Regions from separate parts of the Zea mays genome. Here region 2 is linked to region 1. A link is a contact called in public Hi-C data. All regions are on one chromosome and are shown on one strand. The core of a region is the stretch at or near the end of the contact, and the rest is flanking DNA. Distances in the headings are between cores, read along the strand shown. Region 1 holds the start of LOC100216909 (Transcription initiation factor IIF beta subunit). Region 2 holds the start of LOC100383243.

The links. A called contact is a pair of places that touch in the nucleus more often than the background predicts.
Region 2: a contact with region 1 is called in a Hi-C map of leaf, with 6 times the contacts expected there. The contact joins the promoter of LOC100383243 here to the promoter of LOC100216909 in region 1. A contact is called at or near these places in 6 of 25 Hi-C or Micro-C datasets (bundle sheath, ear, leaf and 1 more).

What each region holds. Positions count from the first base shown.
Region 1 is chr8:125,058,756-125,065,884 of Zm-B73-REFERENCE-NAM-5.0, forward strand. LOC100216909 (Transcription initiation factor IIF beta subunit) reads left to right here and starts at 4,243. Exons shown (of 7, transcript NM_001143295.1): 1 at 4,243-4,542; 2 at 5,146-5,254. The coding sequence starts at 4,309. It overlaps LOC103635830 (ubiquitin carboxyl-terminal hydrolase 25), which reads right to left and starts at 2,137. Exons shown (of 10, transcript XR_004852025.1): 1 at 1,245-2,137; 2 at 664-1,153.
Region 2 is chr8:125,334,457-125,340,862 of Zm-B73-REFERENCE-NAM-5.0, forward strand. It overlaps LOC100383243, which reads right to left and starts at 2,240. Exons shown (of 13, transcript XM_020542256.2): 1 at 2,007-2,240; 2 at 1,298-1,515. The coding sequence starts at 1,475. LOC103635833 reads right to left here. Exons shown (of 1, transcript XM_020543383.2): 1 at 3,923-6,406. The coding sequence starts at 6,151. The coding sequence ends at 4,064.

The sequences.
Region 1 (7,129 bases), core at 2,993-5,492:
CGTACCAACTCTAAGATTCACGTCCCAAAGAGGTATACCCCCCTCATCCCCCACTTTTTGAAAATGTCGACCTCGACCCACGACCCCGTTCCTCAACCCCCAATGACCCGGGAATGTTGTGACTATGATTTTGACAATTTCAATTTGGAAAGAGACTCAAAAGAGCTTAAAAGGCATTTTCACCAGTTTTGGAACAATCACAAGGATCCATGGTTGGGGTCACACCAACTTTGTTCTGTAGTATTCTTAAAAAAAATCTATAGTAAGCAGTCATAAGCTAGAGAGATTACCAGAGTTAGCTTTGCCTTGGTGAAAATGACAACATATAAACTTTCCCGAGAAAGGAATAGTAAGCTTTTCCTTCTCCAAAAAAGTAGCCAAGTAGGGTAATTTCAAGAGGTCCAAACTAACATTTACATTCCTATGGATTTGAATACTAAGGGAACAGCAACATTTGCCTACAGGAAAAAAAATTAGATTGCAAGAGAAGAGGCTGGTGAAACTTCCTACATGATTTTGTTTCCACTGAAAATATTATTATCAACCCTAAAGCATCGTAAAACGGCTTTTGCATCTTTAGCAAGTAAACAGTGAAAATTCTTGCAGTACATAGAACCTTCGTCTAGGAACCATTTGTTCCTTTTTAGATAAAGAACAGCATACCTTTCACAGCAATATTTGTTTGCGCCATCCAAGGTCTCCGGATGAAAGAAGCGGGAAAGGGCATCAGCAACAGAACTGCTCCCAGGTAGATCGAGACTGATATCCATTATCTCATCAGTCTTGTTAGATTCTCCCTTGCACTCAAGGCACTTCACTTGACTCAGTAATGCCCCGCCAAATGTCTCCCTCATAACCAGACAAACCCCCTGCCCCCGGACATCCTCACCACAGTTTCCACTGGCAGCTGCTGCACGTAACCCCTTGCGCATGCGGAGGTCAGCAGTGTGACAGGCATCTACGACATAGCGGAGGAACTCGTGTGCATCCTCCTGGCGCCCCCACCTGAAGTGCTCGGCAAATAGGGGCATGCAGCGGATAACCTTTGCTGGGGAATCGAGCGCCCCAGCATCTGCCCGAAGCAGCCGAGCAATCTGCCGCTCAAGCACGCATAGCGCGCAGTCATTGTCCCTATTCGGGAACACCTTCTTGCCTACCAGCAAACAAACCAAAATCAACCACTTGATGAGTTGCGGAAAAAAAAAGAGCGCGCAAGTGGTAAAGCGGGCGCTAGGGTTTCCTACACTGGTTGGAGTGGCGAGAGGCGAGGCAGAACGTGGCGAGGGGCGGCGTGGACGCGAGGCACTGTAGGACGCTGTTGAGGTAGCATGTGTTGCCGAGGTTCTTCAGCCCCGGGGGTGGGCCCGTGCGGGGGCGCCATTGGGGCGGCCGCGAAGACGGCTCCGCGGTCGGGGCCATCACCGGCTCCGAGGGGCGGATGCGGCGGGGATAGCACCGCCGCGGGAAAGCACAAGGCCCCCCTCCTCCTCCTTTCCACGAAGCGCCGCCGCCGCCGCCAACTCATCCGATCGCATCGCCCACCTGCGGGCGCCGCGGCGGAACGGCCACTGTGGAGAAGTTGGGCACTCCCGACGCGAGCCCTGGGATTGGCGCCGCCGGCAAGGCGAGGCAAGAGAGATGGGGAAGGGTCGCGCCCTCGAATCGAGTAACGGGACGGCGACGGGGTGAAGAGAGAAGAGAGGGGATGCGAGGAGTCTGATTATTCCCCGTCTGGGTCAGAATCAGAACTCAGAGCTTGGAAGAGAGATGGGCGAAGGGAAGAGAGACGAGTGAAGAGTTGGAAAGTGTTTTGAGTTAGATGACTAAAGTTTAGTTTATACCATATCAACTAATAGAATATCAATCATGATTATTAAGAAGTTGTTTAGTTTTTCTGACTATAGTTTAAACCGGAATGATTATTAAATACATGCTTATATAGATTTAATTAGGCTTAGTAAATATATCTAATCGTTTAGTCTTCATCTTGCGATTAGATTTATAATTAGACTTTATTTAATATTTAAAACCGGTCTTCAAACATTCGTCGTGATATGTACTAAATTTTAGTGTAGAGAAACCAAACACACCCTATATATAGACTTAATTAGGTTTAATAAATTATTAAGTGTTGTAATCTTCATTTGTCTAATTAATTTTACAATTAGACTATATTTAATATTTTTAAAAATTCTATACTTTATATACTTAAAGCATCAGTTTCAACGGTCGTCATGCGTCATTTTTTTACAAATAACCAAAAAAAAGTTATTTCAAATTAATCCGTTGCACGTCTATAGATGCCAAACGACGCCCGGTACGGGCTAGATGCATGCGGGCCACAACTATGGCACAGGCACGTCATGCCGGTCTGCTAACTGTGTCGGGCCAGCCCGTTAGCCCGTCGATCCATTTAATTAAAGCAGCGTAACGACGCCCGACACGAGCTAGATGCACGCGGGCCACAACTATGGCACAGACACGTCATGTCGGTCTGCTAACTGTGTCGGGCCAGCCCGTTAGCCCGTCGATCCATTTAATTAAATCAGCGTAAAATGTTAAAAAATAGTGCATGGGGTGGGGTTTGAAACCCATGCCCTAATGGAAGAGGGGTGGGAGACACTGGGTGAAACTGTTTAACCAGTAAAACATCACGTTAAGATATTTTTAATATTGAATATAAATTGTATATAGGTATATACCTTTTTGTAAAATAAAAAAATAATCGTGTCGGACTGGGCCGGCACTACGGGCCGAGGCTACAGCTCAAGCATGTCACGACGTTCTTGGCTCTTGCAGCACTAGGTCGTTTCTGAGACCACATTGGCGCAATGGACTACATGGTATTTGAGGTTGCTGAATTGGATAGAGCAACAATGATTTGTCACACTAACAACAAAATGAAAGGTTATTTGTTGGTTTTAAACGTTAGTAATTGCTACGAAGTAGCATAATTTACGTGGAGCGCATCTAGTTTTTATTGATGCCCGACTTTAGCAATCACTCTATATTTTAATCTATCTTTTTTATAAGTTTGACTTTATGAGACTTATTTTAGAAACTTGATCTCACAAACTCTTTTATTTGGTCTCTGTGTGATGGAATTATGTCATTTTATAATCTCTGTTCATTCAGTCAATCGTTGTGAACTCTCTTCTAATCGCTCACTTCATTGGCCGTGTTGTACCAAGACATATTTGCATGGAGTAAACAATAACATCAGTTAGCCAAATCAAAAAATATATTATACAGAGAGCGGAGACAATCAATAAAAAATCTTGAAATTTTTTTGATGGATAGTTTACGTGGGTATTGTTGTAAGCTGTCGCAACGCACGGGCAACCGACTAGTATATTTGACAAGTGACTCTGACAATTTGTTTGACCGAACCCTAAACCCTAAATAATATAATATTCGCGTGTTGCAACGTTAAAAATTATATTTGATAAGTGACTCTAGCAATTTGTGTTGATCGAAGGTGTATATACTTGCTAGCTTCTATGTGCTACCTACTTACTTTTACTTTTATATAAGAGAGTTCACAATGACAGAAGAACCGGGAGAAATTGGTGTTTAGATCTTGACCTTCGAATGATAGCTCCAAAGAGAGCATCGACATGATAATTAGGTCAGAATGACACAGGTCCGATAGACAATAGATCGGGTCGTGCTCAGGTGGAGCTAAAAATGTGCGGGGCCATGGACATGCATATCCACACACCGGTGATATGCTTGCACAGACAAACATTAGTATAGTCAAGAGGATGGTTGAGAGCACCTAGAGGCGATGAATAGATGATTCTGCGAAATTAACTCTAAACAACACAAACTTGGTTTATAATTTATGTTAGTGAAAACGAAAACCAAGTTAGGATGCAGAAGAGAGAAGAAGGGAGAACTCTTCACTTGATTGCTCATTTAGGATGAGTATTAAACTTAGGAGCAATATTTGAAGTTTGAAGTTTTCGTATATATGATACCGTGTGGGACCGTTTTTATCAAAAGGTTTTTAGTGGATCATAGTAAATAAGATATTTGTGTAGATAACAGTAGATTAAAGTCTAAAATAAGAGAGGAGATGGTGGATGAAATAGGGGAGTTTTGACAGCCTAATTGTAATTGGAAGCCTTTCTTGGCCTGCCCTCGGCGCGGAACCGTCCCGCACTCACGCATCAGCGTCGCACACTCGCACGTGCCTCCGTCTTCGCTCCCTCGGTCCCTCCGCAGCGTCAGATCGACCGTCGCTCGCGGAGCCCTAGCGACGCCGTTCTCAAGTCCGAGCCGGAGTAGCACGAGAGCCTTGCGGATATGAGTCGCGCCGCGGCAGCAAGAACGATGGATGAGGAAGCCGAGTACCTGGAGACGGCTCGGGCCGACCGCTCCGTGTGGCTCATGAAGTGCCCCCCGGTCGTTTCCCGCGCCTGGCAGGCCGCCTCCGCCTCTTCCTCCGATGCTGCCAACGCCAACCCCGTCGTTGCCAAGGTCGTCCTTTCCCTTGACCTGTTGCGCCAAGAAGAACGCCCGGAAGAGCCTACGCTCCAGGCAAGTACCCACAATCCTCTCCACCCTGCTGGTCCCTTCCCCGTGATTCGGCTATAAATTCTAGAATCTCCAGGAGCGAACTGGTGGGGAATTTTTGAAATCCTGTCTTTGCTTAATTGGCTACTACACTGAAGGCGTATGCTCGAAAAAATTGTGTACCTGTTGTCCTGTTTGAGTTACTTCAAGGGTTGGTGAGAAATATGCATATGGATGGGGGTGGGAGCCCTAAATTTTGTTTCTAGATGCAGGACTGGTTTTGACTATACTGGATTGGCTGTATATTTGGCACGAAACAGATTGGTAGACTCACTGGACCGCAGGAAGAACAAGAGGAATAATTCACTGTTATCGTGGATAAACTAAATTTGTATTCAACGAAAGCAAGTGTTCATATTCCAGTTGATTGCATAGTTGCTGTGGTCTAGATACGCTACATGTCACACATCGATCTTGTTGAAAGTGTGATTGCAAATTGTTAGGTGACTAATTTTAAGACCAGATGACATAATCGAATTCCTTGGTATTAATGCTGCTCACTATCTGTTTGTTTCATGTATATGTTTTGGCACCTACCATTCTTACATCATGCTATTGCAATGACAGTTCAAGATGGAATTGGCTCAAACTAACACCGGGAATACACCTAAGAGCTACTCTTTGAATATGTTCAAAGATTTCGTTCCTATGTGTGTTTTCTCCGAATCTAACCAAGGTAGGATCCAGATTCACAGCTCTACACTGCTTAAATGAAGCATCTCTATCTATGATTGGAATCAATTTTACTGCCCAGAGACATTACTTGCCTTTGTTCTTGCATGGCAGATATCCATTGATGCTTAGTTCTAATGATACCATTTTATTTAGCACAATGGTTTTGTTTGGTACAATTATAATATTAATCATCATATGTTGTAGCATATACATTTCTGGCTATATTCTTGTGGGATAGAAACTTGTTAAAGGGGTGTTTGGTTTGTGGAGTAAAATAGTCCATCATCAGTTTTTGTTTGGTTTGTGGAATAGAATGAATTAATCTGTCACCACCTCATTCCTTACAAGCTAATAATTAGTATTAGTATGAGGAATATGTTCATTCCACTAAATTTGATGAATGGACTAATGATGTATTGCCCGAACTAGAATGTGTTGATTCCCCAAACCGAACACTCCATAAAATCGCCCCGTTTCTATATTATATTTTACATTATAGTGATTAAGTCATCTGAAATAAATTCATGCAGTTAGACATATGTGCAGTTACATGTCTGACATAAATATACGTGCTTTGATGGTTATTTGTTTACCATTATTTCTAGAATTCTAGACCATTTGATTTACAGTAGGTTCAGTTCCTATATTATGTTAATACATAGAGGGAAATTTATGCTAATGCTAAGAAACTTCCACATAATCAGTGCATGTTGACTTATCTCATCAAAAAGTTATTTGGAAAGAATTTTGAAAACTAAGGCTATATCTTAAGTTTTCCTTTAAACTTATCTGAGCCATTGGTTTGCAGACTGATTTAATTATTATATTATGATTGCTTTGGTTGCTAAGACATGTTATTTTCTGACAGCCTAGTAGAAGAAATTAAGGACAGTGTTTTTAGTTTTTTGCTCTGTTATCCATTCACGAAGCTAATCTCCCAGATGGTTATGAGTCTAGTGTGGCCCCACCTCCATCCATGTGTTACCTAGCATCAGTGCCATGGTCTACAGCCATGATCCATCGGCTTCTTCCCTTCACACACTGTGGCTTTGTTTGTTTGGGCTTTTGGTGCTGCTTTTGCTTCCCCCAAAGCCAAAAGCCAAACCAAAGAGGCTGCTTTTTCAGATTTTGTTGTTTTCCCGTATTACATTTTTGTGGCATTTCCCTGTATGTCAATGCAATTTTGCCCAATACCTTATTTGCCATCACAAATGTCCCAATTTCTTCTATGCCACTTGGATGCAATTGTTTACTCTTCCATACCATCGCTAGTGGCATAAAAGGGATTATGATCTGTGTTTCTCTTATCCTCTATGCCACTGGTGATGGCATGGAAGGGTAAGAAATTGTATCCGAGTAACATAGAAGGGATTAAGACATTTGCGATGGCAAATAAGGATCTGAACAAAATTGTAGTGGCATGCATAGAATTTTCCGTACATTTTTAAAACACTTTAGACCCTTATTTTAGCTTTTGACTCTCTGCTTTTCGACTTAGGTGGAATAATGAGCTCTTTCATAGTTGTTTGAAAAGAGATAAAAATAAGAGGTATATTTTATACTTATTTCACCCAAACAACTTTCAGTTTTCTTACAGATACCACATCACAACAGCCTTTATACAGGCCACAACAACCTTTCCCCACAGCACAGCTCAACCAAACGGGTCCTGCTTCTGTGGCTAACTCCAACAACATGATCTGTCGATTCCGATCACCCTCATTCACAAATCACCACTGCCATGGTCCGTAGGCACAATCCTTCAAATTAGGGCTTTGGCTGCCTCCAAGGCTCCACACTTTCTAACCTATGATTCTACAGTCGCTTGTCCTTGTATGTGGTGATGAATCCACCTTTCCTAAGCACTGCATGCTGT
Region 2 (6,406 bases), core at 990-3,489, 270 kb after region 1:
AATCAAGGTCATCTGGATGCTCTCAATAAAAAATGAAAGTGGACTCATAAAGTTTTCTTTGTTCATAGGATAATTTGTGGCAAAAAAACTCATCTTATTTATTTCAAACTCTACTGTGTATGCAATCTGAATATGATCAGAGATAAGACTCATCTGCCACGTTAAAAAAAAGACTCGTCTGCCATTTTGACTTGACCGCTATCTATGTTTTTTCCCATAAGTGACAGATATTATCAGTCAGCGGATGAATTGAAGCATCATACAGGTATACTATCAGTCAGCGGACTAGATAGCAAATGTGAGTCAGTCATAAGCACCAATGCACCATTCACTATGGTGTCTGTCCGTCTGAATAATGTCAAGTAACCTCACGTGCTATGGCACTGCCTAATGGACCAATTGGTATGCCCCCAATGCTAAAACAGGTACCTTTTCTGAAGTTTGGACCTTACATAACTGGAAAATACTAAAATTTCATTTCTGATAAGACACGCACTTATATTCCTAATAGACCAACTACTACTCTCCCAGTGCCAACAATGGTTATTTTTCTTGGACTAAAATATGTTTCCACTTTTGAACAATGGACCCGGACTAAGCAAGATGCCCAGAATGACCAAAAGCTCTTTCTTCCATCCTCCACTCCGCAGCTGTCATCGCCACAACTACCTCCTTGCCCACCTCCACCTCCCGGTTTCCTCCTCACCACTTCATGACCGGTAGAAACCAACAATTTAAAGGTTTTCAAGAAGTAGACCCCACCTCTGCTTCATAAAAACTGCCGCTAACTGACCACCATCCCCCTTCTTCCACGTTTCCATCTGCACCTTTTCATCCTCCTCCCAACCAGCTGGCACAAGCCCCACATTCCTAGCCCAATTAGTCACCAACTCGGACCACCTAGTCGATAAAACTGCCCAGACTATCGACTGTGCTCTTGTGTGGCAGAATGGTGGCGATAAACGCCTAGGTAGCAGCATATTCTACCTTCTAGAACACTATCTAAAATATTGATGGAGGAAGCAATACCAGTCCCTTTAGCAACGGTAAGAATGGTCAGTTCACTATATATAGGCCTTCAGCTAGCATGCGACAATAGATGAATAAACAAAATGCACACTCTCCCTTAAAGCTAAAAACTTTTTAACCAGAGCTTTTGTAAGATGTCAAGACTTCGGGAACAAGCTACTGTATCTACTATGTTAATCATAAGTAGGTCAATGAAATTTTGGCCATGTAGAACAAAATCATTTAGCACACCAAAGTAACAGGCATTAGATCAAGTGCATTCACGCACCAGGATCATCATCATCACCATCGCTATCCCAGAAGGGTGGGGATGTTGAAGGGGTGTCACTGTCTGCCCGCTCACAGGACCTCCACTCGGAGAAGGACTCGCCAGAGAGACTGCGTTCATCATCCCTCATTCCAGTTGTGCTAGCAGCTGAATCATCTGTTACTGCAGAACCTGCCATCCACAAAATCCACGACCGCTCCAGACAACCTTATTCGCAGCTGTATGCAGAACAAAATCAGTTCACACACCAAACGCGTGAATGGGTGAAAAAATATTATGGCCTGGTAGAAAATCAGCACCCAGCAATTCAGAAAGCATCTTTATTAGGTCCCTGGAAAATTAGCACTCGTGCCAAATAGTTTTATTATAAACCCATGCTTCCCAGGTTTGTACTCCCCTACAAACCGGGGAGGGGGGGGGGGGTGCTGTGACCACTCACCAGTAATCATCTAAAAAAATATACATGCTCCAGCACTGATTACAGGATTCAGACTGGGACGGACCCAGCAAGGGACAGGGGTGTAAACAAAAATCATTTTTTTTCAAACAAAAATCGAAGTTAGTGGCCATAATACGTATATACACTTGTTCTTTTAATCAAGCTACTTATAATTAGATCAGATCCGAATACAGATGACCAAATAGCTTAAGTTAGGGTTTGGGCTCTCGGTTTCGCACAGCAGGAGGGGGGCAAAAGGGGCGGGCATACCTGGTAGGTCCTCGTCACCAGCGAAGGGTCCGACGAAGACCTGGCTCCTGGCTTGGGCGGCGGCGGTCGCCCAGTCGTCCCCGCGAGAGGGAGAGAGCGCACGCGGGGCGGGGTGAACGGGAGAAGAAAAGGCAAGGTGAACGCAGTACAGAGTTTTTTCCTGGCCCGGAGCTGGAATGGTGGATACCCGATGCCGTGGTTTGGCTATGATGCACGCACGCATCCAAACCAAACATTGGGTCTGTTTGGACAGCTTTTTTCTGGAAAAAAAACTAAGAATCATTAGACAGTTTTTTTCAACCTCCAAATCAGAGTTTAAGTTTTAGAAATCATTAGATTTCTTCTAGATTCCTTCAATTTGACCACTCGATAAATTTTATATTCATCTTAATTTAAACAATTTTCATATAAACGATTCTTACATAGATGAATTTAGAAGCGAAGTTTTTGACGGCCACAACTGATTTAGACAGCCAAGAGTTGAGGACTCTACACTGCTTCAATATTATATCTTCTCTAAAATGAGTCTAAGGGTCAACCTAGCCTACATAATTGGAAATTTTGATACAACTTCTATCACCTATATGGAAGCACTTCCTCCAGTAGTTGTACACATAGAGAAAAAACTAATGGTAGAATAAACTATTTTGATATGACTGATGTATTCTAAGGACTGTTTAGCACTGTTTCACTTTGCAAAATCTAGCTTAACTTCACATAACTCTAGGTAAACACTCACAGCTTCACCAAATCTATAAAAGCAGCCAAAATGGTACTTCACAAATATATATCTTCAACTCTCTCATGAAGTTAATGTGAGATTATCCACCTTTGTCATCGATTATACACTCACTCACCACACGTTTTCTGTCGTTCTATTCTCAGGAAGGTCAAGCGCTCCGTTTTGTAATACCGAGAACTAGCAACAAAGACTTTAACATCATACGTACTAGACATAGAAAATTCTTTCTGGATCCGTCAAAACTCTTATCATCGGACTCCCCTTAGGAAAGCAAGGCCATCCAGGGCAGCGTACTGTGCATAACTTAATTAGGGTGTGTTTGGTTAAGAAGTGGAGGAGGATGGAGCAGCTATATTCCTATTTTCTAAATGTTTGGTTTCCAATAAAAGAGGAGTAGAGTGGCTCTTGGAGTCTACACATAAAAAATAACCATAAATAGTTGGAATACTCCTGCTCCACCAAAACGACTAGAGCGCTTTCCTCCCTCTCCTCTTCTCTGCACTCATATGGCTCTCCAAACAAACAAAGAACGTAACGACTTCGTTATATTCTACTATTCAATCAAACAAAAAAATAGAACGCAGAATAGAACGACCCATTTTAAAAACCTGGAATGGAGCCGGTCTACTATAGTTGACTCTCTAACCAAACACAAACTTATAAAAATTAGGTGTTGTGGGATCTAACCATGTCAAGTCTAGACATAGAGACGCGCAGATCTGCAAATAGATTATTTTTTCAGGTTTATCGTTCAATGAGAGTAATGTTAAACAACACCCGGTTGTTTGTGACACCGTGACGCGCAAAGTTTGGCCATCAAATCTGGCGTACACTTCTTTATCTACTGTCTGATCTCTTCAATTTGTTTTATTTTTATCTATTCTGCGGGATGCACTTACCGGTGATTTTTTATATATATATAAATGAGAGTTCGCGTCTAAAATTTTAGCTGTAATTTTGTTCTCTCACCCATTTGATACTAAACGTTTGATGTGGATCTAATAGGTTGAAAATGAGAAGTGCTTCATGTAGAGTTGACATGTGTGACTTAAATACCAACGTTGATATATGGTTGTTGTTGTCTCTTGTTTTGGATTAATAAATCATGAATTACTAGATAATTTTAGTGTCGTACCTCAGTTTACCACTAGACTCGTAATTGTAGCCGTGCTCGTTGAAAAATCGTATGACAACGGCATTCTAAACACTCGAATGATACATAGACAAACTCAGTAATAATCACTCCGTCATTGCCTCTGCATGATTGGTGGTCGCTCCAGGACGCCGGCATGAGACAGCAGCGCCCACAGCTGCGTCATGAACTCGCCGCCGGCGCCGAGCATCTCAGCGTGAATGTCCACGTTGTCCGATGGCGCGAGGAACAGCACGAGCTCCGTCCAGAACTCGGCCAGCACCTCCCACCGCCGCGCGTCGTCGACTCCAAAGGCCGCCCTGAGCTGCCCCCAAAGCACCGCCGCCCTCTCGATGACGGTGGCGCCGACGGCTCTATCGTATGTGCCACTTTCCTGCACGGCTGCACGTACGGCCGCTCTGCGATCTCCATCTCCTCTAGCCTGGCGATTATGCTGCTATGCGTTTTGCAGCCGTCCAGGTGGTCCCGCGCCTGCTGCACCGCCGTGTCGAATATCTGCTCGGCGTTGTAGCTGGGGTCCGGCAGCATCTCCGGCACGAACGCCACCAGGTAGGCGCAGTAGTTGGACAACTTCTTCGCGACGAGCCGATGGTGGTCGTCACCGGCTGCGAAGCGGCCAGCTGGACGGAAACTATAAGACCAGTCACAGCTCGTGGTGACCACGTGCCACGCCAAGATCTGATCGGTGACCATGGGAAGCCTGCACGCCCATGCCAGACGCGGCAACAGATGGTGCTTTCGCAGTGTCGCCACACCATTGCTGAGGTGGCAATGGTTCTGTTTGAGCCAGAGGAGCACGGCGCGCTTCACCTCGGGAGGCAGCGGCTTCCTCCTGCCCCGCTTCTGGCCCTGCCGACGCGGCTCCACCAGGTAAAGCGTCAGCCACGAGAGCAGGTTACACGGCCGGCGTTCGAATCGCTTCAGGAGCACGTACTGGCCGACCTTGTCTTCCCAGTACCTCGTCTCCGGCGGCGCGATGCTCTGCTTCCACCACAGGTGGTGGCCCAGCCGCCGCCCCGACCACCGCCGGTCGTCGCGCACGCAGCGGTACACGGTCTTAACGTACCTCCAGTTGGAGGAGAAGCCGGCCACCGCCTGGAACACCTCAAGGCCCGCGGTGATCACGACAAGGAGCATGGTGACGGAGCGGTCGAGGTTGCGCACGCCGATGTGGAGGCGGTGGTAGCCGGGGCCGAGCGTGCCGAAGAACGCCGTCCACATGGTCAGCCCCGCCACGGCAACGGCGATGCAGATGTACGTCTTGGCTCCCACCAGCACAATGTTCCTGGTGTAGAAGAAGTCGTAGAGGAAGGCGAGCTCCGCCTCGACGACCCGGAAGGCGGCGTCAGGGCCGGTGGCGTCCATGTGGATGAGCCCGTTGAGGACGAGGCTGCGCGCCTTCTCCGAGCCGGCCTCCGCCGGAACGTACCCGTAGAACCGGCGCTTCAGCAGCTTGAACAGGGCGAACGCGAGGCAGAAGTCCTTGGCCCTGTCCTTCTCGACATCGCTGTCCGGCTGCTGATCGATCCACTGGTAAACTTGGTCGATCGTGACGACCGACTTGACGGCGCTCTGGGAGAGCATGTTTTCCCGGACGCGGTGGCCGCCGGTGTGGATGACCGGCTCCATCACCTCCTCGCCGTGGAAGATGTACGCGTACCCTTGCATGGTGGCGGGGTCAGCTGCAGGCTGCTGCTGGACGCCGTCAGCCTCAGCCATGTACTCGGCCATGTACTCGGCGACAACCCTGACAGACAGGTCGGGGCGGCTGACCTCGATCATCTCGGCTATCTTGGCAGCCGTCTTGAGCACGTTGAGCGCCCAGAACGCCCAGATGGCGGCGCGGTAGCTGGCGTTGTGGCCGGTGGCGTTGACGATGAGCCAGAGCACGAGGCCCGTCTGGAGGACGTGCTGCAGCAGCAGCTTCTTGCGCTGGTCCACGTCGCGGCGGCTGTGCACGGGCGCCGAGTACGCGCTCGCCTGGATGAGCAGCAGCGCGGCCGCCCAGAGCACGAACGTCTCGCCGCGGAAGGGCCCGTCCTGGATGATCCCCACGGCGTAGGAGACCACCACGTAGGACATGGAGTAGGCCATCCACATGGCGCCGCGGAGCAGCTTGTCGCTGCTGCGGCGGTTGGCGGAGCCGTAGAGCACCAGGGCGGCGAGGATGAGCGCGCTCAGGAGCACGACTGCCTCCAGGCGCAGCAGGCTGCCCTGCACCGTTCTGAGGCTCTCCCTGATGCCGCGCATGGCTGCCCGGCTTACCTCCGTAGTGGAGTCGCCTGCCTGGATCCACTGGCCAGCGGGGGCACTTGAAATGGCACAAGCCGATCATGGAAAGCCGCCAGCGCCTTGATCCATGAAGGAAGAAGATGAAACTTGAAGGGGATTGAAGGGGAAACGGGCAAGAAACGGTAACGAATGGAATTGGAATTGCTGTTCATTTGCAAGGTGCCAAGAGAGCTTCTTTTGCGAGTCATGGCCCTTGGCCATGGCTTGTGGCGG